Linked DNA regions of Mus musculus: regions 1, 2, 3 and 5 are each linked to region 4. A link is a contact called in public HiChIP or PLAC-seq and promoter capture Hi-C data. All regions are on one chromosome and are shown on one strand. Each heading gives the region's core, a stretch centred on a gene start, on an enhancer-like site or on the middle of the called end of the contact. The rest is flanking DNA. Distances are from core to core; before and after follow the strand shown. Region 1 holds the start of Atp1a3 (ATPase, Na+/K+ transporting, alpha 3 polypeptide). Region 2 holds the start of Dmac2 (distal membrane arm assembly complex 2). Region 3 holds the start of Axl (AXL receptor tyrosine kinase). Region 4 holds the start of Pafah1b3 (platelet-activating factor acetylhydrolase, isoform 1b, subunit 3). Region 5 overlaps Tgfb1 (transforming growth factor, beta 1).

Evidence for each region. Promoter capture Hi-C pulls out the DNA fragments that hold promoters and counts their contacts. HiChIP or PLAC-seq counts read pairs in DNA pulled down with a chosen protein or histone mark. Capture Hi-C pulls out chosen DNA fragments and counts their contacts.
Region 1: a contact with region 4 is called in an H3K4me3 HiChIP or PLAC-seq map of embryonic forebrain, with 2.2 times the contacts expected there. The contact joins the promoter of Atp1a3 here to the promoter of Pafah1b3 in region 4. A contact is called at or near these places in 1 of 39 promoter capture datasets (neural stem cells), 1 of 484 Hi-C or Micro-C datasets (embryonic stem cells), 5 of 115 datasets of contacts at active chromatin or transcription factors (bone marrow-derived macrophages, embryonic forebrain, embryonic stem cells and 2 more) and 4 of 9 other capture datasets (adipose tissue, liver, macrophages and 1 more).
Region 2: a contact with region 4 is called in a promoter capture Hi-C map of liver. The contact joins the promoter of Dmac2 here to the promoter of Pafah1b3 in region 4. A contact is called at or near these places in 11 of 39 promoter capture datasets (the C10 cell line, the HPC-7 cell line, cranial neural crest and 7 more), 2 of 484 Hi-C or Micro-C datasets (embryonic stem cells and nephron progenitors), 4 of 115 datasets of contacts at active chromatin or transcription factors (bone marrow-derived macrophages, pancreatic cancer cells and stem cell-derived neural progenitor cells) and 4 of 9 other capture datasets (adipose tissue, liver, macrophages and 1 more).
Region 3: a FOXA1 HiChIP or PLAC-seq map of pancreatic cancer cells shows a contact between it and region 4. The contact joins the promoter of Axl here to the promoter of Pafah1b3 in region 4. A contact is called at or near these places in 1 of 39 promoter capture datasets (cranial neural crest), 1 of 484 Hi-C or Micro-C datasets (Sertoli cells) and 1 of 115 datasets of contacts at active chromatin or transcription factors (pancreatic cancer cells).
Region 5: a promoter capture Hi-C map of pre-B cells shows a contact between it and region 4, with 2.9 times the contacts expected there. The contact joins the enhancer-like site here to the promoter of Pafah1b3 in region 4. A contact is called at or near these places in 5 of 39 promoter capture datasets (the C10 cell line, cranial neural crest, liver and 2 more), 1 of 115 datasets of contacts at active chromatin or transcription factors (pancreatic cancer cells) and 2 of 9 other capture datasets (adipose tissue and liver).

Annotation. Positions count from the first base shown.
Region 1 is chr7:25,003,024-25,008,317 of GRCm38.p6, reverse strand. Atp1a3 (ATPase, Na+/K+ transporting, alpha 3 polypeptide) reads left to right here and starts at 2,381. Exons shown (of 23, transcript NM_001290469.1): 1 at 2,381-2,563. The coding sequence starts at 2,558.
Region 2 is chr7:25,617,648-25,622,847 of GRCm38.p6, reverse strand. It overlaps Dmac2 (distal membrane arm assembly complex 2), which reads right to left and starts at 3,434. Exons shown (of 6, transcript NM_001290487.1): 1 at 3,388-3,434; 2 at 1,756-1,952; 3 at 424-504. The coding sequence starts at 3,405. Gm38969 (a long non-coding RNA gene) reads left to right here and starts at 3,187. Exons shown (of 2, transcript XR_881901.3): 1 at 3,187-3,413; 2 at 3,863-4,180.
Region 3 is chr7:25,787,415-25,792,954 of GRCm38.p6, reverse strand. Axl (AXL receptor tyrosine kinase) reads left to right here and starts at 4,222. Exons shown (of 20, transcript NM_009465.4): 1 at 4,222-4,540; 2 at 5,439-5,540. The coding sequence starts at 4,477. It also overlaps the pseudogene Gm29763.
Region 4 is chr7:25,295,208-25,300,404 of GRCm38.p6, reverse strand. Pafah1b3 (platelet-activating factor acetylhydrolase, isoform 1b, subunit 3) reads left to right here and starts at 2,419. Exons shown (of 5, transcript NM_001357350.1): 1 at 2,419-3,033; 2 at 3,230-3,319; 3 at 3,968-4,084; 4 at 4,162-4,284; 5 at 5,029-5,197. The coding sequence starts at 2,953.
Region 5 is chr7:25,704,187-25,709,933 of GRCm38.p6, reverse strand. Tgfb1 (transforming growth factor, beta 1) reads right to left here. Exons shown (of 7, transcript NM_011577.2): 6 at 5,656-5,747; 7 at 4,857-5,150. The coding sequence ends at 4,992. Among named protein-coding and RNA genes, the nearest start is that of Ccdc97, 12 kb to the left of the region's middle. Within about 2 kb of position 3,918, at least 143 of the 459 cell types and tissues checked have an H3K27ac peak or open chromatin away from gene starts, as enhancers often do. A contact at or near this core is called in adipose tissue, pancreatic cancer cells and pre-B cells, where this site is marked.

The DNA.
Region 1 (5,294 bases), core at 1,132-3,631, 290 kb after region 4:
GCTCTTCCGCCCTCCTCCATCCCTGTGACCTTCCAAAGTCTCCCCACCCCCCTTCTGCAGAGTCTCGCATTGGGAGCGTTATGCACCAGTCATCAGTTTAGTCAGCCTTGTGTCTAAGGAAGAATTACATGAAGGAGCCTGAGCCTGTGTCTGGGGTGGGACCTCCAGCCCAGTTAGAAGGCAGGAGGAGCATGCATCTCCTGAGATCTACGACCCTCCTGCCTCCACCCGCCCCAGCCCTTCCCTGCATCTCTAACCTGTCCTCTGTGGACCAGGCACAGACCTCCAGGCTTATTACATCTTGAGAGAAGGAAAGGATAAATGAATAAATGTTGGTAAAAATCCCTCCATCCCATGGGTAAGGAACAGACTTGAGGAAGGGGTGTCTGAGACCCCCCCCCCCTCAGACACCTGCACCTGTGCTGAAAGGTGGGGCTCCTTCTCCTTCCCTTGTCTCCATGGCAACAAGCCGGATCTGCAGGCCCAACCTCCTTTGCTGCAGAGTCAGCCTCCCTGTTACCATGGCAACAGGGGACCGCAGGAGGGATGGGAATGGGCCAGAGAACAGGGTTGTGATGAAGCTCTAGGTGCTGGGGGAAGCCCCCTTCCTCCTTCTAATGTGGTACTATCTCTATTCCTGCCCAAGGCCATCACTCTGTGTCTCTGTGTCCCTCCTTTCCCATGTCCCCTTGAGGTCAGGATCATCTTACTCCTCAAACCCCTTTTTGAGCAAGGTCTCACCATGTATTTCCTGGTTGTCTTGGTGCTTTCTGTGAAGACCTGGCTGGCCTTGAACTCATAAAGATCTGCCATAAAGACTGCTTTTCTGAGTGCTGGGATTAAAGGCATGTTCCACCATGGCCATCAGATCCTTAATCTTAGCATGCACCAAACCCTGCATAGTCAACTCACTCCCTGCTCCTGGCCAGAGTTCTCGTTCCCCACCCCTGTCTTCTACCAGCATCCCCAGAGAGAGTCTAAAATGTTCCCATGAGCAAAATGTTGTCAAGGTGGGCATGGGAGACTGACTCCTCAGGCTCGGATGAGGAGGATAATGGGTGCTGTGTGTGAGAGGCAGGCCTGAGAGCATGGACAAGCAGGAGGCGGGACACAAGCGCATCCTTTTATACACACGGGGATGTGGGTGTGGTGTGTGGGTAGGAGCATTGGGATATGTTTGAAGGTGCAACAAACTCCTGCATCATGACAGCGCAGTAATGTAGGATGTGTGAGATGGTCTCTCGTGGCTGAGTTCTGAATGACTCTGTTATGTGTGAGTGTGTGCACTTTTTTGCCTGTCATTCACAGCAGTTATCTGGCCTGTTTGTACAGCAAGCCTTTTCTCATGCCCCAAACACACCGGGGTATGTGCAAGTGTGTTTGATGGTATTGTATGTTTGTGCGCCAGTGGCCACAGAGGCCTCTGTGAGTGTCTGGAGGAAATGTGGGTCTTATGCTTGCGCAATGGTGCTAAGTGAAGCAATCTCTTGGCTCTCTGTGTGAGATGGTGCAAGGTCAGCTGTGGTGCAGTGTGTGATGGGAGTCTGTGAGGTGGTGTTCTGAGGGCGTGGGCTCTCCACAGCACTTCCGCATCGTGACTGGGTTTCTCTTGTGGTGTGATGGGTGTGAGCTCTTTATAGATTCTCCTTTGGCTGGTTTTTGAGCCTCTGGTTGAAAGATCATGGTGGTGGTGGTGGTGGTGGTGGTGTGTGTGTGGTGTGACTGGGATGTGGTTGAGAGCCTTTGGTGGTACACGTGGAGGTGATGGTGGTACCTGCATGGTGGGGGCATTTCCAGGCCCCCTGGTATGTTCTTGTGGCTTTGTGTCTCCTTTGTGCTGTGTGTGGTGATGCATCTTTGGTAGTTCAGTCATGGGGACACAGTGCAGAGGATATTAGGACCCCCTCCCACCTCCGCAACACCCCTCCACATGTCTCCCCATCAGGCATTATCTTCTTCCTGAACAGTGTCAAACATAGACTCCTGGGGTCCCTTCTACATACTGCAAGATGGTGGCACTCTGGGGCCCTGCATTACTGCAATTCACTGGGCCTTTCCTCCCACCCTGTATCTACCCCACTCCCAGAAGGAGGCAGATTCCAGGGTGCCTCACCCTCAAAGCCTCGGTCCCTAAGATACCTCCCTATATTGAGGGGGGGTCTCTGAGTCCCCACCCTGGGGATGTCCGGGATCACCCCCCCCCCCCGCACTGTGCTCAGCTTCTCAGTGGCCGCCACTTTGCAGAAACAAGGTTGGAGCGGTGAGGGGGGGAAGGGGGAGTACAGCTGCAGTACTGGGGGCCGGGCCGCAAGCTGTCCGTCTGCTCAGTACTGCTCCTGATTGGCCGGAGCCGCCTCCCCCCGCGGGCGCGGGCATATGAGGAGGCGGAGGCCCCGGCCGCCGCAGCCTCTGTGCGGTGGGACCCACGGACCGACAGACGCACGCTCCCACCGCGGCGCGGGCGCTGCAGAGGCCCCCAGCCCGAGCCCGCGCCTGAGCCCATCCTGCGGCCACCGCTCATCAGTCTGAACGCCGCTCTTCCCGCGGAGCCGCCAAGATGGGGGTAGGTGCAGGGGTCGGCTGGACTCTGTGTGCGTGACATCGTGTCCAGTGACTTTGGCTGTGTGCCGGAGTTGGGGTCTCCTGCCCTCCTGAGCCCTGGGGCCGAGTCTGCGGGGACCCGGGAGCCGGCTGACCTGACTAGTTTGTGTGGCTGGGAAAGTGGGCTATTGAGTCGAAGGGGGAATCTGTGGCGCATGTTGGAGGCTTTGTCCACGGGGGGGCGGAGGGCTGGCCCTTAGCATCTCGGTTTGACCTTGTGCGGTTGCTCGTGTGCCCCTTGCATGAGTGTGGCGGCACGAGTGCAAATGCTTGAGGGCGAATGTGTGTGCGCGTGCTTCCGGCTTAATTAATGCAGCCCTAACAGGGTCTGCAGCCATCTGTGCACCCCCTCCCATCTCAAAGCCCGCTACCTGTCTGGGTGTGTCTGAGAGCTATGCCAGTGTTTAGGGGTCATCAAGACCCCATCCCCTCCCCTGGTTCAATGGAGACAGATACAGGTTATGAGTTAGACATAAGATGACCTCTCTTTCTCCTTGCAGACCTGGATAAGGGTGATCTGCAGTGACAGACCTGGGGCTGCAGAGGTTTCGCAGCCCCTAATCTGGGGGGGGGGGGGCGCGTACAGACATGAGGGCTGGGAAGAGGGGGAGGAGCAGGAGATGGCTGGCAGACAAGTGCCTGGCTGAGGGTGTGCAAGCACAGCCGTGTGGTGGGGGTGGGGGGAGCTCGCATGCCTGCTATGTCCTTGCCTCCGTGTCCGTGTGTCCTTCTCTGTCTGTGCATCTCTCCAGCAGATGCAGCCTCCTTCCTTGACCGACCACTTGACCCCTGCAGCAGCTCTGGATTCCTCCCTGTGTGTCTGGGGTGGGGCTTGGGGAGGGCTGTCAGAGAAGGAAGTGGATGGATTGGGGGGACCCCTCCCCGGGTAAAGAGAAAGGGGTCAGCATGGGGAGCCAAAGGGAACATGAACGGTGGGGAGAAAGATGGCGGATGAAGGGCCTACGGATGAAGATGGGGGATGGAACTGCAGATCTGTGGGCTGGGTGGGTGAGGGGGGATGGGAGGGAGGGCTAGATGGGGGAGGGTTAGGAGAGAAAGGGGGAAGTGAGAGTCAGTGATGGCTTTCAGGTAAGTGGAATGAAGTGGGGGGGGTACGGATGGTTGGGAGAGAAGAGAGGGCGCAGGGCTTTGGGAAAGGGGGGTCTTAGAGAAATGGGGATGGGAAGGGAAGGAAATGATTTAGATGTGAGAGAGACAGACAAGGCAGAAACAGAAAGAGACATTGAAAACCAAAAAAAAAAAAAGGGACAAGACATCGAGACAAAGAGAGAGACAGACGTGGAAAGACACAGAGAGACCAAAGGAGAAACTGAAAGAAACCAACCAACCAACCAAACAAACAAACAAATAAAAAATACACTTGAGTAGTGGAAAGAAGAGGCAGAGGTTAGACCGGGAGGTCAAGGTAGGCCTTGGTCAAGGTTTTAGAAAAGACAGTGGCAGGTACCCCGAGATGGGGGTGGGGAGGGCAGAGGCTGCGTGAGCCATGCAGGTTTCAAGGAGGTGGACGGACGCCGTGGAAAATGGCTAGGAGCTGCAGTGGCAGGCTGCAATGAGGCAGACAGAGCCCCCACCCCTAGAGGTGCTCCCACCCTGCAGTGTGCCCATCTGAGCTTCCTGTCTTTCCTGGGAACGCCTCAGTTCCTCATGCCAACAGATGGAAGCCACCCTAGGGGAATCTGCTCATGGCAAGGGCAAGAAGAAGCTGAGGCTTGGTCCCTGGGGACATGGATGCGACTGTCCTCCCAGGGGACTGGACTCCCAGTCTTCCCTTCTCAGATATGAGGGTTCAGGCCTTCAACCCATTCCCTCAGACTCAGGAGGCCAGGCCCAGCATCCTCCCTCACACCTAGGAGTCCAGGCCCCAGACCTTCTGTGTCGGAGCCAGAAGTTGAGCCCTCTATTTCTCATAAAGACCCACACTGCAGCTCCCAGTGATTTGGGGACAGGGCAGCTGATTCCCCTGCCACCCGGCTCACTTCTCCCCTTGACCTCAAGACTGGCTGTTTTCACATCCCTCCACATGTCTGCCTCATCTGCGGGGGCTGACACAACGCCCTGCAGCCCATACGTGCCTCCTTGTCTGAGACGCAGTATTGCTGCAGGGCTGGCCTGGAGCCAAGCTCCCAGCTCCCCGGTGCACTCTTCCTTGGTGGTCCCAGGCTTCCAGGGCTACAGCCCTTCTCTAGGTTCCGAAGGCAGCTCTGGGTCTGGGGGCAGACAGCAGGCAAGTCTGGTTGCTACAAGGTCACGAGGAGATTAGCGCTGAGCTGCACTGAGCCTCCGATCCCAGCTTGGCCCTGGGCCTGCAGGATCTGTCAGCATCCCTTTGCCTCAGCCCACCTCTCCTGCCAGCCTCGGACACCACGCTCCCCACCTGCCCAGGCCACCAAATAAGAATTCAGTTCAGACCTAAGGCTTTTTTTTCTTGCTCTTCCATACCCCAAATCTACCCCCTCCCAATTCCTACTTATTCCTCGAGGGCAGAGCATGCCCATGCCCGTTCAAGACTGTCTGCAGTACACAGCTGTCTGCAGGAGAGAAGTCAGGTTCATATCTTGTCCATGGAGTCTCTTGGGAATGACTACTTACATGTGGCACACTGCCTCCCATGGGAGAGCCTTTGTCCCATGTCATTTGGAGTGCCCTCTCCTCTCATGATTTGCCTGGCT
Region 2 (5,200 bases), core at 2,185-4,684, 320 kb before region 4:
AGACGGGATTTTAAGGCTGGCCTAGAACTCACAGGGAGCCAGCTGCCTCTGCCCCCAGAGCATTGGGACTAAAGGGCTGGTTGTTAATTTAAAATGTATTTGTGTGGATGTATTTACATGTCTTTGTGCATGTGTTCAAGTGCATGCATGTAAGCCAGTGGTTAGTCAGGCATCTCCATCAGTTGCTTTCCCACCACACTTTGAAACAGCATCCCTCACTGAACTCAGAGCTTGCCAGTCTGGCCAGGCTAGCCAGAGAGCCTCAGGAATTGTCCAGTTTTTACCTCCTCAACTCAGAGCTCCTTCTAAATGATGAACTGAGGTCTAGGAGCAAGGCCCCCACTGCACAGCCATCAGACAGCAGAGGCACTCTGCCCCATCCCCACACCCCAACCCCACACCTCACCCCCACTGCTCCCATACTTCACTGCGCCTCCCTGCTTCAGGATGAAGACAGCACCTGCAACATACGGGCCATATTTCTCCTGGATGTTAGTGAAGGATCTGCAGAGAAATGAGAGCAGAGATGAAGCCTGGGACCTCTCACTGTGTACCACTGTGTCTCGGGGTAGACCACAGGGCACCAAGCAAATAGAGACTAGGCTGGCTGCAAATCTGTGTGCCATTAAGTGCCATGTATTGGGATCACAGTGAAGACCAAAGCTGACAATAGTCTCTGCCTGTGTTCAACTACAAAGCGGGAAGTAGCAGAAGCAAATCCCAGAGTTCCAGTTCTGAGATGAGGGTAAATCAGGCAGCCTGACTTTGGACACTCATTTAGAGGAGATGTTAAAACTCACTTCTTGGCCAGGTGTTGCACTCACAGGAGGAAAAGGAGCCTGAGGCCAGCTGGCCCGAGCTATGTGACAGCCTCTCTTGAAAACAAAACAAACAATGTTGAGGCTAGAGATGGCTCCACTCCGCAGTAAAGCCCTCCTCCCTGCCCCCTGCACACGTTGCTTCCCAGCTGACACCATAAATGACTGCAGTGGCAGGAATCGGAGCAGCTCCCATGGGCTCATCTTTGAGTGCTTGGTTCCCCCCTTGGTAGAACTGTTTGGAAAGATTAACAGGTGTGGCTTTGTTGGAGGAAGTGTGTCACTGGGGTAGGGGCTTCGAGATTTTAAAGGACCATGCCAGGCCCAGTCTCACACTTTCCTCTCTGGGATCTCAGCTACTGCTCTAGTGCCATGCCAGCTTAAGGCCATCTCCCACCACGATGCTCATGTAACCTTCTGAAACTGTAGGCAGGCCGCCATTTAAATGATTTCTTTTCAAAGCTGCCTTGGCCATGTTGTCTTCTCACAGCAATAGAACAGTGGCTAAGACACTAACCTTAAAATGAAAGGAATGAGCAGGCAGGCCACACAGTGAAGTGTTGGAAACCTGGGGGCTGACCCTGGGAATCCTCTAGCATTGACAAACTAGATGTGAAGGCAGAGAAAAGACAAAGAAAACACCTTAAAATTCACCCTTAGCAACTGGGTGGCCAGGGGCACCTACTCTGTGGATGGGGACAGCTTGAGAGTAAGGTTTCTTTTAAATGGGAGACATGAGAGATCTGAGTTGTAGCTGAGTGTGTCTGAGAGGCCAGCTTGACCCCCAAGCACAGCTGGTGGTGGAAGTGCCTATATAATGAGTCTTAGAGGAGGGATGGGCCAGCGATGAAGGCGTGAGCTTGTCATGCTGGCAGTGGAAGCCACAGCCCGGCGGAACTGGGGCTCTGGCTGGGAGGTCTGGCCAGCAGGGTCTCACCGATTCTCCCTGTTGACTTTTGAGATCTGTTTCTGGAGCAAGTACTCTCTCAGAGTCTGGATGTCCTGGAAATGATCTGAGAGGAACTGCAACAGCGTTCTTTTCTTCTCCCGACTGCTGTCCGGGGTCACCAACTCACTCATGCCATGGATGCGCCTGGCTCTGCCATTCCATTCTCGGGCGCCCAGGTGCAGGACCTGGAGAAGGGGAGAGGGAAAGGACTGAGGTTGAACGTGGAGCTGGGTTCCACCCCTAACTCTTACAGCATGGCCTACCTTGAATCTCAGCCTGTGCTTCCTGAGTCTTTTAAATCCTTCTGATACCACTCCCGCCCTAATATGGGGGTGTAGCTCAGGACTAGAGTCTCTGTTTAATATTCATAAGGCACCGTGGTCAGTCCCCAGCATGTCCACGTCCTCAATCCTTAACCTTTGGGATTCAAAACATTTCTCCAAAGTCTTCCATTTAACCAACCATAAATTCATTCTTGAATGCAGCCAGTCTTGGTTTTCTCAGGTTCTTCTAATTTCCCACCAAGTCCTTATTTTTTTTTCCCAAACTACCATTATACTTTCATTTCTCACCAGTTCACTCCTGGGGGTTGGGGTGGTGGTGGTGGAATACGTACGTGCATAGTGTGCATTCAAATGTGTAGGTGTCCTTGCACGAATGTGCCCATGTATGGAGGCCAGCTGTCTTCCTCAATTGCCCCTGGCTTTATAGATCAAGGCAGGGTCTCTCACTTGTACCTGCAGCACCCCAACTCAGGTAGCCCAGCCAGTGGGTTTGCTTGAGGAATCAACTGTCTTTACCTCCAGAGTGCTGGGATTCCAGGTGAGCAGACATGCCCCGCTTCTACCAACTCTGGCCTTCATGCCTCAAGCACATGTGCTTCAATAATGAACCATTTCCCCAGCCCAAATTTTACCCAGTTCTCCCTAGGATTTTGCCAAATGGCTGATTTCTTTGCCATCCTGTCCACGTAACCTTCACCTTTACAGGTAGCGCTGGAAATGGAACCCACGGCAATGAGTACCAACAAAATACTCTACTACTAAATACATTCTCCAGGTTAACGAAGCTCTAGGAATCCCCCTCAGGTTCTTCCTCGGACCTCCAAATTAACTTCCTGGCTCCCGCCTGCACACCCTGTTCTTTGATTTTTGTTTGTTTCCTATTAAGGTTTAGTTATTTATTTACAGGCAGGATTTTACGTTGCCCTGCCTGCCCTCCAACTTGATACACAAAAGGATAACCTTGAACTCCTGATCCTGCTGCCTCCACCTCCCAAATACTGGGATTACAAGATCCTTAAATTCCCCCCAGGAATTTCGCGCAAAAGCATCATTAGTTCTACATCACCTCCAAACCCTTATCCCGTCCTTTCCCCCCAGGAAGAGCTGTCCTACTCCGCTGATTGGCTAAGCCACCCTCATCCCATTGGTTTCTCTATCAAGCGACTCGAGACTCTCTGTGGCCCTCGGCAGCCCCAGACGGCGTCTCCCGAGCGAGGTCCGGCAGGAGACGCTCTGTTTCCGCAGACTTTTGTTTCCCAGGAGGCTGAGAGAGGTCTCGAGAACCGAGCTACAAAGTGAACCATAGTTCCGGGACGCGGACGCTGCGGTCACCTACCGCTCTGGGCGCCGCCATCTTGCCAGGTAACGTAAACAGAAGAGGCAGGACGTTCCCTCCTAACACGTGGTTCAGACACCAAGGGCCACGCGTGTGGCCACGCCCCCTTCTGTTTTAGCCCGCCTTTTAAAGGCGCGCGTGCGGAGGAGACGGTCTTTCCTGTAAAGGATCTACTCCTCCCACTCCACCCCACCCCCGAGTGCGGTCGCAATTCTCTTGCGTTCATTGGTTTTTCAGTTTACACCCGATATCTCTACAGCAGAATCAGTACGACTGATTATGATTTTTTATTTATTGTTATTGTGCGTATACACGCGTGACATTCCGCGGCGCAGGTGTAGAGATGAGCCGAGTCTGGGTCCAGGAAGCGAACTGAGATCCACTGGCTTGCACAGCAAGCACCTTTACCCACGGAGCTACTTTGCTACCCTATTATTAGGTTTTTAAATTTTATTTTCTCTGTGTGTGCATGTAGCTCTACACCACGTGTGTTCAATGCCTTGGAGACCAGACGAGGACGCTGGATCCCTGGAATTGGAGTTGGCAGCCCCCGTGTGTGTGTGCTGAGAATTGAACCCAGATCTTCTGAAGGAGTAGTCAGTGCTCTTAACTGCCACTGAGACGTCTCTCCTCAGCGATGAGGTAGAGGCAGATTAGACTTGAGTATAAGAGACTATCTTTAGTTTGGAGTTCACATCTATACTTATTAAGAGAGTTATTACTTTTACATAAAGTCTCTCATGTATGGTATATTTGCCATGAACTTTTTTCAATTAAAAGCGTATATTTATCATTAATGTGTGTATGTGTTTTATGTATATGAGTGCAGGCACACTTGTGCTGTGGACAGAAGTTTATGAGGTGCTGGGGACTAAACCTCAGACCTCCTTCATGCTAGGCTAGCTCTTTACCAACTGAGCCACATCCACAGCCCTCAGTGTGAACTCTTGGTGGATTCTCTTCATTCATTCATTCATTCATGTTTGCTGAGCACTCGCAGTGGGTGCTGGGGTCGCACTAACAGCCCTTTTCTTAGGTAGTCATCATTCTAGGTAGAAAGACAATAGGTAAGAAATGAACACAAAATTAAAACTAGTGTTTGATAAAAAAAAGTAGGTAAAAACGGGCAATATATTAGGGTGTGGCGGGGTATAGGGCAGCAGTGAAGGTCTGTAGAGCAGGTGCATTTAACTGCAATGAGTGACAGGAGAGTCACCTACCCCAAGGCTTGGATAAAGGTGTTCAGGCAGAGGTAACAGCCTGTACAAAAAGCCTGAGGTCTTTGTCAGCTTGCAGAGAGGTGGAGACTTGACCAGAGTTGGGCAGTAGTGCTGGCTGCCTGGCTGCCCAGCAGGGGTTCATTCTAGTCACAGAGGGAGAGAGGACTTTCAGAGTCTGATTGACTTGTTGCAAATGTAACATGTTACATGAAGGATGATTCTGAGAGGACAGAGGTGGCCTTGAGACCAGCAAAGCGACTACTGCATAGTAGAGGTGAATGAATGAGGGGTGGGTGGCCGAGGTGAGGGCTGCTACAGACAAAAGCCTGAGAAACCAAAAGGGGCCACTCATGGAAATGGAGAAGCAGGGAGCGGTGGGTGTGTCGAGACCGAACAGCCCCCAACCACAGATGTCCTTGGGCTGTAATCCTTAGAGTCTGTATGTAGCTGTTACTTTCCTGTTGCTGTGATAAAATGCTGTGACTCAAGGCAACCTACAGAAGGGAGGTTGTTTTGGCTTGCAGTTCCAGAGGGCTAAGCGGCCATCATAGTGGGCACAAATCGTAGCAAACAGCAGGGATGGTGTCAGGAAC
Region 3 (5,540 bases), core at 2,973-5,472, 490 kb before region 4:
CCTTGGCTACCTCAAAGGCTGGGCACTCCTAAATCTTGCCCCGCTAGCATGCTTTCCCCTCATGTACTCCTGGCTCAACACTTTCTAAATCTACTTTAAAAAAAAGACTTTCAATCATGGAATTGATGAATGTACTCGAACTTAGAAAATATGAAGCTATTCAGTTAACTTTCAAACAGGTATCTAAGAACTTCAGTGAAGTTTTTCAGAAGTTGGTACCCGGTGGCAAAGCAACTTTGGTGATGAAGAAAGGAAATGTGGAGGGCAGCCAGTCTCAGGACGAAGGAGAAGGGAGCGGCGAGAGCGAACGGGGCTCTGGGTCACAGAGCAGTGTTCCAACAGTTGACCAGTCCACACGAGTTGGGGTCAGGGTGTCGTTTACAGGGAAGCAAGGGGAGTTGAGAGAAATGCAACAGCTTTAAGGAGGACAGAAATCTCTGGCAGCCCTTGCTCTCATTTTTGCCATTCAGAAATGTGACCCCGCTCCTTTTTACCTGTTTGATGAGATCGACCAAGCTTTGGATGCTCAACACAGAAAAGCTGTGTCAGATATGATTATAGCGCTAGCTGTGCATGCCCAGTTTATTACTACTGCCTTTAGGCCTGAACTGCTTGAGTCAGCTGACAAATTCTATGGGGTAAAGTCCAGAAATAAGGTTAGTCACATTGATGTGATCACAGCAGAGATGGCCAAAGATTTTGTAGAAGACGATACCTCACATGGTTAACTGAAGAATAATGATTGCTGTCTTGGAAGATGTGTATAATAATGTGGTCCATACCCAGGAACTGTAAATTTTAAAACTAAGTATTTGGTTATTATTGAGTTTTTGGATTTAGAGTACACAGTCCTTTTATACTTGTCTTTGTATTTTATAAGCTCCCCTGCAATGTTACATTTCTACATACAGGTGAGGAATTTTATTTCCTAAGCGGATTTTTGTAAAGTGTCCTCCTATTTTAAATCTTTTGAGATATTCCAAATATTCTTCCCAATTATTTTATAGCTTCTATTAAATAATTGGTTTGTGACTAACCTAGAGTAAATGTGGCCTTTGGTCTTTGTACTGGTTAGAAACATTAAATACATATTTTGCATTCTTAAAAAAGATTTTATTTATTTAATGTATGTAAGTGCACTGTAGCTGTCTTCAGACACGCCAGATCCCATTACAGATGGTTGTGAGCCACCATGTGGTTGCTGGGAATTGAACTCAGGACCTCTGGAAGAGCAGCCAGTGCTCTTAACTGCTGAGCCACCTCTCCAGCCTCCTTGGATCTACTTTTAACTTTGCTGCGCTGTTACCTTCTGTAGGGCCCATTGGTCTCTGATGCCCAAGGTGTTTCTGAGCAGCCTTTCCGGCGGCCGCTTTCCCTACATTTCAGATGATGTTCCCTCTGCAGCTCTAAATCTGATCCATCTCTCTCCACGCTCCCCCCAACCCCGTGATTCACAGTGATCCTGAAAGTCTGCGTTTCCTCCTTTCCCCTGTGTCCTAGCCCCACCAACTCTAAGGGTCCCACCCTGCCTCCCTTTGCCCAGCCATTAGTCACTGGCATCTTTATTGATCAATCAAAAACTAACTTTAGTGTTTGCACAAACAAGCACATTCCCTGTCAAATCAAAGCATTAGGCCCGATCTCCAACACCCACCAAACATCATGCATCCTCCACCCAAGTCTGCCGCAGCCAGCCCAAGTCTGTGGAGTCCCAACAAAAGCAGATCAACTATGCAACGTAAGGCAGACCAATACCTGAGTGCTGTTAGCAAAGAATCCTTCATCACGTGTCCCTTCACACACTTGCTTTAGCAGAACATCCTCTCTCCTGTGTGTGTCTCTCAGCGAAACATTCCTTCATGAGTCTACCTTAGCCTTTCACACCTATGTCTGCTTTAATGAAACGTCCCTTCATGTGTTTGCCCCAGCAAAATATCATCCAACCGACTTTCCAAAGAACCCTAAAGTTTCCACTTCACCCCAGAGATGCCTTTTTTTCTTCTTATCTACAGTATGGCAAGGCCTTTTCTAAGGGTTGCAGCAATATCTGCGATATCCCCCAGGCTGTCCTCCCAGCGTCCACCAGCAGAAAGGAGAGACAGGCAGGAAACAGAATTGTGCAATAACTCCATAATGACAATAAACGGGGCCTGCTGCCAATGAAAAGCACCGGGTAAGCTGGGTGTGGTGGTGCTTGCCTGTCACCCAGCACTCTCTGGAGGGCAAAGCACGTAGGACTGAGAGTTCAAGACCACCCTTGGTGATATAGTGAGACCATCTCAGAAAAAGGCGGTGCTGAGAGGGAGCCGTATATTGAAGGAGTAGAGCTAGGTTAGACAGGAGGGGGCTGGAAAGGATGCAAAAGAAAAGGGAGGAGAGGTGGGGCTGAGGGAGGTGTAGGAGCTTGGGACAAAGTGCCACAGAAAGCTGTTCCACAGCCTGTGAGGGAGCTGTTTCGGGTGAGAAAATGAAAACTGACCAGGGAGGTGAGGACACGCTCAGGTGGCAATGAGGGGTGCTTGTAAGAAGCCCGTGGCTTTATCCTAAAGGCTGAAGCAGAAGATGGGATACAGCTAGGTGGTATCGGAGAGGGAAGGAAGGGAGAAGGAAAGGATCAGATGGGATGTGGGATAAGAAACACCCTGTGGCTGCTAAAAGGGAAACGTGATGGAAGAAGCAATCGGGCCACTGAAGGAGCAAATTATAGCTGGGATCCAGGAGGGAAAGGGCAAGGCTAGACCAGGGTGAGACTCTAAAGAGGCAGCCACATAGGAGAGAGGTTTGTAAGGCTGAGCTCTCCCTGGGATTCCATGCAACCAATCCACACTGAGCGTTCAGGAGGACCCCAGGGCTCAGACTAGGTGGCAGGTTAGATGCCGGGGCTGCCACATCACTGAATCAAGATACAAACAGGATGGTGGTTATGGTTAGGACCGAGAGCGAGCAGCTGAGAGGCTTGGAGTTGATCATCAGAGAAGTGGGGAGTCTAGAGGACAGACATGGGGGGGAGGGCTGTCTCAGAAACATCCTCCTAGATCCCAACCAAGAGATGGATTGGAGGCAGGGGGATGGAAGGAGGAGTGGTGGATATGGAGAAGGGCAAAGGGAGAGAGAGAGAGAGAGATGCCAGGAGGTGACATGGGATTCTGTGGTGATCAAAAGCAGCTCAATGATTTGATCAAGAAGCAGCCTGACTAATGAAGAAGAGAACTGGGTACTAGGAGGCCATCTGAGCATGCCCTCTATGGCAAACACCTAGAGGCATAGAAGCAGACATGCAGCAGAGGCTTAATACTGGCTCCGGATCTGCCAGGGCTGGATACAAGAATCCTGAGGCAGAGGAACAACCAGCATGGGTAGCAAAAATCCCGGGCACCTCGTCATCTGGGCCACCCTGTGCAAGAAACTGCATGCACTTTGACCTAGATCATTCTCGCACTAGCCTGCTGCATTAGCAGGGGCTGTCCTCGTCCCCATCTTAAAGCTAGACACACTGAGGTACAGGAAGACAGGCATTTGCCCATTGCCCAAAGTCATGTGGCTGGGCTAGAGCTGGGGTTGTCACTTCAGTCTGCTGCCACCTCTGGATTCCTGTTTCTGTGTTCAAGTGGGCTTCGGTGGGTTTGAGTGTTGATGTGCCCTCAGTGAGTACCCTGATCCCCCATATGCCAGTCCCGCAGTGACCTTCCATTTGTAAGACTTCTCCCCAGGCAAGCTCCTGACCCGGCTCATCTGAGGGTATCTGTGGGCAGGCAGCATGCCATTGCATGTCTCTACCTGTCCCAGCTTCTGTGTCAATGCAGAGAGAGAGAGAGAGAGAGAGAGAGAGAGAGAGAGAGAGAGAGAGAGAGAGAGAGAGAGAGAGAGTCCTTGTTCAAGCTGCGAGTGTGAGGGGAATTGGAGGAGGCCTGGCAGGCTGGGCTGAGGGTGGGGGCCCAGAAAGGGGGGCTGGGGGGCGTCTTGGGCTGAGAGGAGTGGAAATTCTACAGGAATGTTTACCAGACCCTGAGAGTTCAGGGGGACACAGCGCCCATCCTCCTAACTCACCAGCCCAGGATCGGCCTCAGCCACCATGAGCCACCAAGGTCTCCTTCCTCCTCCCCAGCCTCTCTCCAAGGCGCCCAGGCTCCTTTAAGACAAGGCAGATCCCGTACTCTTCACTCCTAGTTAACCCCTCCAAGTCCCAGTGGCCCCAAGGCTGGGGCCCTAGTGGGCGGAGGCAGAGGGGGAGCCAGGGGCGGGGAAAGAAGTCTGGGAGTGAGAGAATGAGGCAGGGTAGCCGGGAAGGCGGCTAGCTGCGGAGGAGTTGAGCCAGCCGAGGGGCTCCCGCTGTGCCAGGCGGGCAGTGCCAAATCCCAGGAGCCCAGGGGTGGGGGGAGGGCCGGGGACAACCCGGCCCTGCCCCCTTTCCTAGCGAGGTGCCCATCAACTTCGGAAGAAAGTTTGGCATCAATCTGAGCTGTTGGTGTCTGGAGGATGGGCAGGGTCCCGCTGGCCTGGTGGTTGGCGCTGTGCTGCTGGGGGTGTGCAGCCCATAAGGGTGAGTGATGGGGTCTCACTGAGGCAGAGACGCCGGCTGATGCGATCCAGGGCAGGGGCAGTGAGGAGGTGGGGGCTGGCTGGCAGGTGTTATGGGTACTGGGCTGGCTTAGGGAGTTTCCTTGGGACGACAGAGTGCTGGCCTGGGCGCGCGCGGGGGGGGGGGCGGGGGGGGCGGCAGAAAGACACAGACTCAAAGAGCCTGGAGTTAGGGAAAGCAACTCAGAGAGGAATAGAAGGACAAGAAACAGTAACCGGGAGGACCAAAAGATGGACTGGGCAGAAAGACAGACAGGAGGAGTTGAGGGAGGGCTGGGGGGTTGAGGAATCTGTGTCCTGAGGAGAGGGACAGAGCTAGAGGGTCCAGATTACAGAAAGGGCTCTTTCCCCAACAAACACAGAGGAAGACTAGAGAAGGAGGGTTTGGGAGTCCTGGGCCCCCTTTGTCACTGCTGTCCCCCTCCACTTGTTCTTGCCCTGCTGGAGTGCTCTCTCTCTCTCTCTCTCTCTCTCTCTCTCTCTCTCTCCCCTCCCCTCCCCTCCCCTCCCCTCCCCTTTCCTTTCCTTCTCTGCTCCGTTTTCTTTTCCTCTATCTCCCAGTCCAGACTGTGAAGTCTCTAGAGACCAGAATGGCAAGGACCGGCCCTGCCAGGCAGTCCAGGGCGTGGGAGGCTGCCAGATCCCAGGCCTTCTTCCTAACAGACTGGACATGAGATGGAAGCCGGACCTCAATCCCCTGGGAAGACTCCTATCCTCTCCCATGCCTCCACCCCACCCCCCTCTGAGGTCACTCTACAACTATGTGGGGTCCTGGCAACCATGGGCAGATAGGGAAGGTGGACCAGAGGAGCAGCGAGCTGCGGGTTTCCTAACCATGCTCCTTACCATCTCCCTGACAGACACACAGACCGAGGCTGGCAGCCCGTTTGTGGGGAACCCAGGGAATATCACAGGTGCCAGAGGACTCACGGGGACACTTCGGTGTGAGCTCCAGGTTCAGG
Region 4 (5,197 bases), core at 1,170-3,669:
AACTCCATAGACCTTGTCTCAAAAGAAAAAAACAAAACAAAAACAAACAAACAAACAAACAAACAAAAAATGAAATAATTTCATGGCAGCTTTGGTCATTTGAAGTGCACACAGCATCATGCTACGCCATGCCAGTGACCACTGCCTCAGAGTCTGTTCAGAGACAATATATTAGGAATTCCAAGATTTTGGCTGTATATAAAAAGTTTATCCTGCCAGATGGTGGTGGCACATTCCTTTAATCTCAGCATTCAGTAGAGAGAGAGAGGCAGGTGGCTCTCTGTGAGTTCAAGGTCAGCCTGATCTACAGAATAAACTCTAGGACAGCCAGGGCTACACAAAGAAAAAACAAACAAACAAACAAAATAAGTACACCTAGCTTATTAGTATGCAAATGTGCTTTTGTTTTTAATAAATGGTAAAATTATATCTGCACAAAAGAATTGTTCTAAGTCCTTTTCTTTATAGTAGTATCAGGGAATATTAGATGTAAATATACCCATATTATACACCCATAAGCCCAGGGTAATATAAAAACTATTCAGTCTAGCATCTGGAGAGACAGCTCCCTGGTTAAGGGACTGAGTTCAGTTCTTGCATCCACACAGGGCCGCTCACAGTTGCCTTTGACTCCAGCTTTAGGAGATCTGACACCCGGTTCTGACTTCTGCAGTCACCTGCCTTCAAATGCACATATAATCTTACAAAGATATAAACACACACACACACACACACACACACACACTCAAATTCACACACAACCACACACTCACACACAGCTTTCTTGGGCTGGAATGGTTGAGCACACCTTTATTGCCATCACTAGGGTAGATTTGGCTAGTCTGGTCTACACAATGAGTTCTGGGTAGCCTAAGCTACATAGTAAGACCTCCTATTTAGAAAGAAAAAAATCAAAACCAAAAACTTTCTCAGGCAAAAGTGGGGCTCAAGTAGAAAAAGTTGAGGAAGCCCTGTTCACCATGGTAGAGGCTGGAGGATGGTGAGTTTAAAGTCATCTCATACATGAGACCGTACCTCCAAACAAGCACACAGGAAAGAAGTTCTGTTCTAGAGAAACACAAAGCCTCAGAGTCCCGGGCCTTTCTCAGTCATGTCTGAGTCTCTCTCTCCAACACATGGATGGAGATAGCCAGGATCTGACCATTAATGTAACTAATATCATTCTGCAAGCACTGCACTTGTTTAGTAATAACTTCATGCCAGGTCCAGATTAGGGAAAGAGATTGAGACAGAATGTGAACACAATAAATAAAACTCTTCACTACTTTAGTATCAAGCCAACAAGAAGGAATGGATAGGTTTGAAAGTTCAGTCGCTAGGTGGGGCTGCCAGAAAACAACTAGGCCATTTAGGGGTGAGGGAGACCCTGGGCATCTGAGAAAACACTGCGATTTGGGGTTTAGTTTGAGCCAGGGAAAGAAAGAAGATGATAGAAAGTGGCCTTGGCTACAGACATGGGATTTGGAGTCCAGAGCCACCCACCTGAAGTTGATGATGGAACTTTGTATCTAGAGAGAGGAACAGAGGCCTAGGAGGTGCAAGGTGATCTGCAGGACGGATGCCAAGTTGGACCTGGGCTGGGCCTTGCAGCCATCTCCAATTTCTGATCTTTCTGCACCTCTTTCACATAGATCTGATGGTGCCTCTGAGGCATGAAGATATGCATTTGAGATTTTATACCACTAAAAAACTAATGTTGAAGCTGGGTCTAGTGGCACATACCTATAATACCACCACTCTACAGGCCAGCTTGGTCTACAAAGCAAGTCCAGGACAGCCAGGGAGGGCTCTGTCATACAGAAAAACCCTACCTTAAAAACCCTACCTTAAAAAAGACACACACACACACACACACACACACACACACACACGTATATACATATACATAACAAATAAATAATAAATAACAATAACAAAGCCTTAGTGTTGGGCTTGGCCTGGTGGCACACAGCTTTAATCTTAGCACTCAGGAGTCAGAGGTAGGTAGATCTCTGTGAATTCAAGGCCTGCCTGCTGTTTATAGCAAGTTCCATGAGAGCTAAAGTTACAGAGTGAAATCTCATCTCAAAAGAAAACAGAAAGTTTTAAATAGGGAAGTCCCCTCAAAGCCACTCTGGTGCTGCCTCCACCAGCTTCACTTCTTTTTGTTTTTGTTTTCAAGACGGGAGTTTCTCTGTGTAGCCTTGGCTGTCCTAGAACTCTGTTGACCAGCCTGTCCTCGAACTAGTACATCCACCTGTCTCTGGCTCCCTCCAGTGCTGGGATTAAAGGCGTGTGCCACCACCGCCCAGTTTGGCTAGCTTCCTTTCAAATCCCTACACCAGTAAGAAATGGGAGCGTCCCTTCCCAGGTGTCTAAGAGCCACCCCCTCCGCGGATCTAGGAATGAGCTCGTCCACTCCCTCTCCTATGTGAATGGGTTACACACACACACACACACCCCCGTAGGTGGTCTCTTCCGGAGTTTTCTGGCCCTGCAGCAAATGATTTCCTCCTCGGACGGAGGGCGCTAGATTGTCCCTGGTCCCTGTCGGCTTTACAGGTACCCTGCCCCTTTCCGTCCACTCTGGGTTGTGTCTCTCTTGTCTGCGCCCCCTCTTCCCCTGCCACGAGTGCCGCTTGGTCTCGCCTGCCCCTCCCCCCTGCGTTGGGCCCCCGTGGCCGCAAGGGGTCCCGGCGGGAAGCGGCAGACGAGCCCACTTTGCGGCCTCCATCGGGGGAGGGGAGCGAGGATTCCTTCCTACGTGACGGTTTCTAGTCTGCGAAAGGAGGCGGCGTCTGGGCTCGGCCTTCGCCCTACGCGCGAGCGAGCGCGGCAGGACGGTCCATTGTGTTGGCCCGAGAGGTAGGGGTGGGCGTGGCGGATCCACGTCCTCGCGGAGCTTTCCCGGGCGGACTCCACTCTCATCCCCAGGGGGCTGCGGTGCTGAGGATGAGTGGGGAAGGGGAGAACCCGGCCAGCAAGCCCACGCCTGTGCAAGACGTGCAGGGTGACGGGCGCTGGATGTCTCTGGTGAGTGACCGCGCGTGGTCCCCAGGGTTAGGGGCTTGGGGGGCGTGTATGTCTATAGAACTGCTTCGTGACATCCTCCTCCTCACCTAGGTGGGCAGCCTGGTTTGGGTTGTTTGGGGTTGTTCCGCCTGAGGCAGCGGGGTGGGGCGGGGCCTGGAGCGTGCGTGCCTTTGACTCTTTCTGGCTTTCTCTGCAGCACCATCGGTTTGTAGCGGACAGCAAAGACAAGGAACCCGAAGTAGTCTTTATCGGGGACTCCTTGGTTCAGCTAATGCACCAATGTGAGGTGAGGGTCCACCCGTTTCCTCCTTCCTCATCCAGGCATGCACCCTCACTGGCACTTCAAGCCCAGAACCTGATAAGACAAGATAAGGGGTACAGAAATGCCCGTGGTAGCAGGAATCTAAGAACCCCATGTACATGTCTGCTGAGAATGAAGTGTGTGCCCTGAGTTTGTCGGGTTGGGTTTGTCTCTGTCGAGTTAAATTGAGGCGTTCCTTCAAGATTGTGTCAGGTGAGGGCTTTTCATTGTTTGTTTAAGGTGGGGCACAGCCCCTGTTGGGTTTACTCGAAGTTGTAATAGCTTTACAGAAAGTGAAGGTTGATTGTAATGGTATTCTGCAAAGACTTTATCAGTAATAAAGTCCCTAAGACGTTTAGCTACAATGGCTTTCCCCCCCACCCCACAATGAGGTTCAGTTGTATTGCCATTAGCTCTGTGTATACTTAAAGCAGACAGGATCTTCATAAAATGAACGTAACTTCTGTGAATTTTGGTTAAAGTGAAGCAGTAATAAGTTCCATGATTCCGGATTTGGTCAAGCTGAGATTTAACCGGACCTTGTCCATAAAGTAAGGCTAATCCATAATGATATGTCCATAATGGCCTGGACAGAGGGTGGTGGCTAGTGTCTACGTCATTTCTTGACCCCAGATCTGGCGGGAGCTCTTCTCACCTCTGCATGCACTTAACTTTGGCATTGGTGGTGACAGCACACAGCATGTACTCTGGCGGCTTGAGAACGGGGAGCTGGAGCACATCCGGCCCAAGGTAAGGAGGCCTGGGTGGTGGGCTAGCCGCTTTTTTGCCTGCTTCTTTACTATTGATTTGTGTCACTCTTTCCACAGATTGTGGTGGTCTGGGTGGGCACCAACAACCATAGCCACACAGCAGAACAAGTGACAGGTGGCATCAAAGCCATCGTACAACTGGTGAACAAGCTGCAGCCCCAGGCACGGGTGGTTGTGCTGGTGAGAGCCTTGGAAGAGTGGCAAAGGAAAAGGGGCAGCGGTTGTGGTGGCACATGCCTATAACCCTGGCACTTGAAGGGCTGAGGCAGGAGGATAATTGAGCTAAGGGTTGTTCTGGGCAATATGACAAGACGTTGCCTTTAAATGTTTTTTTTAAAAAAAAAAAAGTGGCAAACCTGCTGTACTTGACACAGTTATGGACACCTTGGCACAGTGGTCTCCCACAAAGTGTCTGGTAAAAAATTTCTACACTTTAAGAGTGGCTATGGGCTAGTGATGGTGGTGCACGCCTTAAATCCCAGTGCTCTAGAGGCAGAGGCAGGCAGGTCTCTGTAGGTTCAAAGCCAGCCTGGTCTATATAGTGAAGACAGCCATGGCTACATAGAGATCTTGTTTACAAACAGTGGCAGGGACCGTTCGCCTGTTGCCCAAGGGAATGCAAGGTAATTTGAATGTTGAAAAAAATCTCAGAAAGTTGCCAGGTGTTCCTGCATTAAATTAAGCTTTATCGCTTCTAGCTAAGACATTTCCACCTCTGAAAGAGCCCACTGGCATTATGTCTTTAATGAGTAACTCTGCAAACAGGCTGCTGCCACCTGCAAGATTCTTAGCATGTCCTCCCTAGTTTCACATCCTTAAACTGTTTTACAGCTGGCAGTTTCCTGGGGGTTGGGGGGTGGTGAAGGTGGACAGTTTGGTCCAGAGATGCTGATCTGACAACTTACTATTGGTGTGCCTCCTCAGGGCCTGCTTCCGAGAGGCCAGCACCCCAACCCACTTCGAGAGAAAAACCGACAGGTAAACGAGCTGGTTCGGGCAGCACTGGCTGGCTACCCCCGAGCCCACTTCTTAGATGCAGACCCTGGGTTTGTGCATTCTGATGGCACCATAAGTCACCATGACATGTATGATT
Region 5 (5,747 bases), core at 2,669-5,168, 410 kb before region 4:
TACAACTCACAAGCTGAAGTCTCCAGCCCACAGGTGGGCATACCAGTGCTGGGTCTACCTGCTCCAAGTTCCCCACCTTAGCTGAAACCAGCCCAAAAGGACATGCAGGCCTCTAAGCCCCATGAGGCTTCTCACACAGACACCAAGTGTGCTGGAGATACCACGGATACAAACTGTGAAATGTGTGTTAGACTATGAACAAAACATACTTATCACAGAATGCTGCCCTTGGGGCTGAGGTTGTAGCTAAATTGGTACAGTGCTTGCCTGGGGGTTCATCCTCAATGTTGCATAAAATCTGTAATCCTAGCACGAGAGAGCAGTGGTTCTCAGCCTTCCTAATGCTTTGACCCTTTAATACAGTTCCTCACGTTGTGGTGACCCCCAAGCATAAGATTCTTTTTGTTGATACTTCGTAACGATAATATTTTCTGTTATGAATTGTAACATAAATTGTGTTTTCCAATTGTCTTAGGTGACCCTTGTGAAAGGGCTGTTGGACACCACCCCCCAAAAGGGTCTTGATTCAAACTGAGAAACAGGGTAATTAATAGTTCAAGTTCTAGCCAGATGTGGTGGCCCACACCTTTAATCCCAGCACTAGGGAGGCAGAGGCAGGCAGATTTCTGAGTCCGAGGCCAGCCTGGTCTACAGAGTGAGTTCCAGGACAGCCAGGGCTACACAGAGAAACCCTGTCTCTATAAAACAAAAAAACAAAACAAAAAAAGAGTTCAAGTTCAAAGCCATCCTGGGGTATATGTGACCCTGGGGCTAAAGAAGTGACTGTTAAGAGTGACTGTTCCCTAGCATACCTGAGGCCACCCTGGTTCCGATTTCAGCCCCGCAGGAGTGATGTCTCAGCAGGTAAGAGGGGTTACAGCTCTTCCAGAGGACCTGAGTTTGGTTCTTAGTGCCCACGTCTTGTAAGCCATCACCTGTCACTCCAGCTTAAAGGGAATCTGCCCACCCTGACCTCCACTGGGACCAGCACTCACATACATCATTAAAAACATTAAACTAAATACTTAAAAAGCACACACATAGCTCACAAATCACCCACCCGCAAGGCACACAAACACTGGTAACTACCATACATGTGCATCAAAAACAGCTGAGGTAAGAAACAAAACACACACCACCTTTCAAAAATAAATAAAAACTCACAGACCCACAAAAATGTATAAAACACCTCAGTTTCAGGTAAAACCAACACTAACTGCAAAAATTTATACCCAGGGGACCTGTGAAGATTCTACAGGAGAAAACAAATTAGACTCAAAACTCATCCCAGATATGCAACCCGCTGGTATAGCAAACAGGGCTAGCGGGAACCCACAGAAAGAGCTCCAGCTTGCCCAGGCGAAATGTGAAGCGGCAGACACTCAGCAGAAATGTGGCACTGCTAGCCACAAACACAGAGCTGAACACACACCCCAAACTGACAAAGCCAGGCAGGCCAAAAGCCCTCAGGGATCAGTGGGGGTGGGTTGAGGGGAAGAACGGGCTGCTCTGAACACCTAGAAGGTCACACTGGAAACAAAACACATTGGTACTGTGTGCGCCTGGAGATTAGGCTTCAGGGGAAATTTTGTTCCTGCCTCTCCCACCCTACCCACCCTCGCTCACCCAGCAGGTCCAGGACGGGACAGGAAGGCCTGTGCAGGCCTCCTTGGCTGCTTCCTGCCCTGGAAGTTGGACGGGAAGCTAGGGCTCCAGGCGGAACCCAGACTCCCTCCCACAAGTTCCCCCGTGCCCCAGCTGCCTAACCCTGTATCCTGTCTGTCCTGTGTGAGGTAGATGCTGGTGGGTAGGAGGGATGTGTCCTGTGCTGGGTCAGGCCACCCATCGAGCCCAAGTGCCAGGGCAGCAGAGATGCTGAGCCTGCAATTTACCCTCCCCCAGGCCTGCCAGCAACCAGGCCTGCCTAGGAGCAACAGGCAGGTGGGTGGGCTATGTCACCAGTGGGCAGGACATGGGGCACAGCCAGCAGTTGTCATATCCGCAGGCTCTGGGAATGAAGGCCTGGTATAAGGGCTCGGCAATCCTGGGGGTGTGTCTGGGTGCGTGGGAGCTACTAGTCTGGGATCCTGGGTGTGACTGTGTCTGGGTCTGTGGGGCCACTTGGGACTCCCCAGGCAAGTGGGTGTGTGTGAAGAGTGTCAGACAGTAGCTGTGACCTACTGGTAGTCTGGCTGGGACTGTGACGTGTATGAAACCCCGGCGTGTGTGGTATGAGTGGGTTTGCAGCGGGTCACGCAATGACCATGACCCCGTGGAGGATGTTTGTGTAACTGCCGGGGGGAGTAGTCTGTTTCCCAGCTGGGCTCTGATGCTGTGATGTGTGTCTGGTGTGTTTGACACTGTGAATCTGTCTGGCATGTGGTGCAAGCTTGGCCCTATAATGTATATTTATGTGATGGCCTTTTCTATCAAACTTTCTACTTGTGTCATGTCCTGTGAGGGCCCAGGGCTGGACTGTTTATAGTCTGTATGTGTGGTCTGTGTCGACTGCCAGGTGTCAGAATCTATGTCACTAGTCTTGAGAGGTGAATGTGTTGGTGTAGTTGTGGGACCCTGTCCATACTTTGGCTTCTGCTGGGGGTAGTGGGGCTATTCAGCAATCCTTGAATGACTACAATCCTGATTGTGTTCTTGCTTGCGTGTTTGTGTATCTGCCAGGCCAGAGCTAGTGGCAATGACAAATGTTCTTGTCCTGCCCCAAACCCCAACCTGTTCCTCAGAGGCTCTCAGCCCCTGATGGGACGAGACTAGGAGGCCTCTGACCCACTCTTCCAGGCTCAGTGCTGTCAACCTCAAACCAAAGGAACTCTGCCCTCAGTCACCCTGCCTCCCTCCCTCCCTCCCTCCCAGACACTCCCTGAGTGGAAAGCAAGTTTAGGAGCCCTGGGGGCCTGAGAAAGGCAGAGGGTAGGGGAAGTGAAACACAGGAGAAAGGAGGAAACGGGCTTGAGAAAGAGGAAGCAGGAGAGAATTCACAAGCTCCCCCCAGCAGATGGGAAGAGATGAAACACAGGACTCGCTAGGCTCAGGCAGCCGGTCTTTCTTGCCTGGGTAACTTATCTTCCTGAGGACACATGCATGCATATACGCTCATGCATGTGCACTCTCTCTCTCTCTCTCTCTCTCTCTCTCTCTCTCAACCCCAGGAAGGGAGGAGGCAGGGTGACTGAGGACAGAGTTCCTCACCATTCACTTAACTCGCAGTGATTTACCAGAAATGGAGGCCTCGGATACAGCTTTTTAGCTCATCTGGTAAGGCTATGTGTCCCCCAAGTTCTTTTGGGGTCCCATACTCCTGATCAAGATATGATCAAGAAAGCAGTCTTAGATCCATGTGCAGATGCTAAACTAACTAAGTTCTGTGGATTTAGGAAGTAACCACCTTCCGTGTGTGTAAATACTTCCTCCTGTAAAGAGCACACGATCCCCCAAAAAGGATAAGCAAGCTTTTGGAGAGAGTGGGAAGGACTGAGGGGTTTTCCATATACTTAGCTCTGCTTGGCTGGGGGCTATGTAGATCAGGCTGGCTTTGAACTTGTGGTGATGATACTCCTGCCTCTGCCTCCTGTTCAAATTACAGGCAGCCTGTTCAGACCACACCCATCTTCACAGGTTTTCCAGAAGGACCAGGTGATATTGCTGGCCCTGCATACGAGGCTGCAGAAACAGTACATGGCTCCAAACAGTATGTGGAGGAAGCAGCGAGTGTGGCCGTGAGCCAGCGGGACTTATTTACAGAAACAGGCTGCAGGCTGCAGGCTGCAGGAGGCTTGGGGCCAACCTTGGCCAGCCCCTGCTCTGTCAGGCTGTGGGAAGAAAGCTGTGATCAAGGACAGCCACACACCTGACATGTAGGAGAGTTGTCATTCCCTGGCTTGTGCTGACTTGGATCTGACTCAGCGCCCAACACCCTTCCCTTAGACTCTTCCAGTCACGTTGCTCTCTTTCCTCACACAGTGGCACACCCCAAGATGGCTGTCACTTGTCACTTCCGGTCTTCCAAGAATCTCTCTCTCTCTCTCTCTCTCTCTCACACACACACACACACACACACACACACACACTCCCTGATTCCACTTCCTTCTTGTGGCTCCCCCTCCCCCTAGGCTCCTTTCACCCAGTGACATAGTCAGCACCAACACCAACTACTGATTTGGTGTTTTGGTATTTTGGAGACCGTTTCTTCTATGTGTAGTCCTGTGTATCCAGAACTTGCTCTGTAAACCAGGCTGGCCTCAAACTCAGAGACCAATCTGCTACAGCCTCCTGAGTGCTGGTCTTAAAGGCCTGTGCCACCACATTCTGTGAATTGGGGGTTTTTTGGGATAGGGTCTAATGTAACCCGGAAGCCCCAGAGTTCCTTATCTAACCCTTGCCTTCCCACTGCAGGCATTTCAGTACCACACACTCAACTCTGAACCAGTAGCCTGGTTATATCTGAGCTAGCCTGAGCTATATCTATCTGCCTGCCTCAGTCTCCTGAATGCAGGGACTTGTCACATGGGGCCACCACAACCCACTGTATCAGCACTTTTTGCTCTTCCATATACTCATCATCCAAGAAATGAATTCATCCCAGCAGGAATTCAGGCTCTCCCGGATTGCCTCGTGGATGCTCAGAGGTATAAAGCACTGTGAACGGTGCCTAAAGAGATGATACCTGAGTCTAATAGGGTTTTCCCTGGGCCTCAGCGTCGCCCCCTGGAATTCTGGGATCAAAGCCGGCGTTCCTTAGGGAGTGCTGGAGGCGATTGCACAGAAAGGGACAAGATGTGGTAGGGGCGTCAGCTAAGAGGGAGACGCAATCCGGCGGCCAATGACACGGAGACCACCAGTCCTCTGTCACCTTTAATGGGCCCCCCAGGTGGGCTTGAGGGGGGGTGCAGGTGTCCTTAAATACAGCCCCGGGCGCTGCGGGCGGGGCGGGGGCGGGGCCGGGCCTGCCGGGAGGGGCGGGGCGGGGCGGGGCTTCAGCTGCACTTGCAGGAGCGCACAATCATGTTGGACAACTGCTCCACCTTGGGCTTGCGACCCACGTAGTAGACGATGGGCAGTGGCTCCAAAGCCTGCGGCACGCAGCACGGTGACGCCGAAGCGCCCGGGTTGTGTTGGTTGTAGAGGGCAAGGACCTGCGGGTGGGCCGGGGTCACTGCCAGAGTACAGGGGCTCCCCCTATCTCTCTCCCCACCAGGATCTCTACATTTCTGTCTCTTATCTCTGAGCCTCCTCAACTTCCATCTCTGTTTCCCTATCTCTCCCAGTCTATTTCTATATATGTCTCTCCCTATTGTTCTCTGTCCCTCATCTGTCCCCATCTCGGCCTCTCTCTCTCTCTCTCTTCCTCTCTCTCTCTCTCTCTTCATCCTATCTCCTCTTCCTGTCTGCCTCAGTCACTTACTCTCCCATCTCCAATTCTCCCCACCTCCTTTTCTGTATCTCTCCACATCACTAGCTCTCTTGCCTTTCTCACCCAATCTGTTTCTTTCCATCTCTCCAGCTCTGCTCTGCACCCCCCCCCTGCTCTTCTCCGTTTCTCTGTCACCCTATCCCGCTGACTCCCCACTGCTCTAAGCTTCCCATTCTCTCCCTACCACCCCAGCCTCTGCTCCAGCCTGTCCCATGAGCCAGACCCACCTTGCTGTACTGTGTGTCCAGGCTCCAAATATAGGGGCAGGGTCCCAGACAGAAGTTGGCATGGTAGCCCTTGGGCTCGTGGATCCACTTCC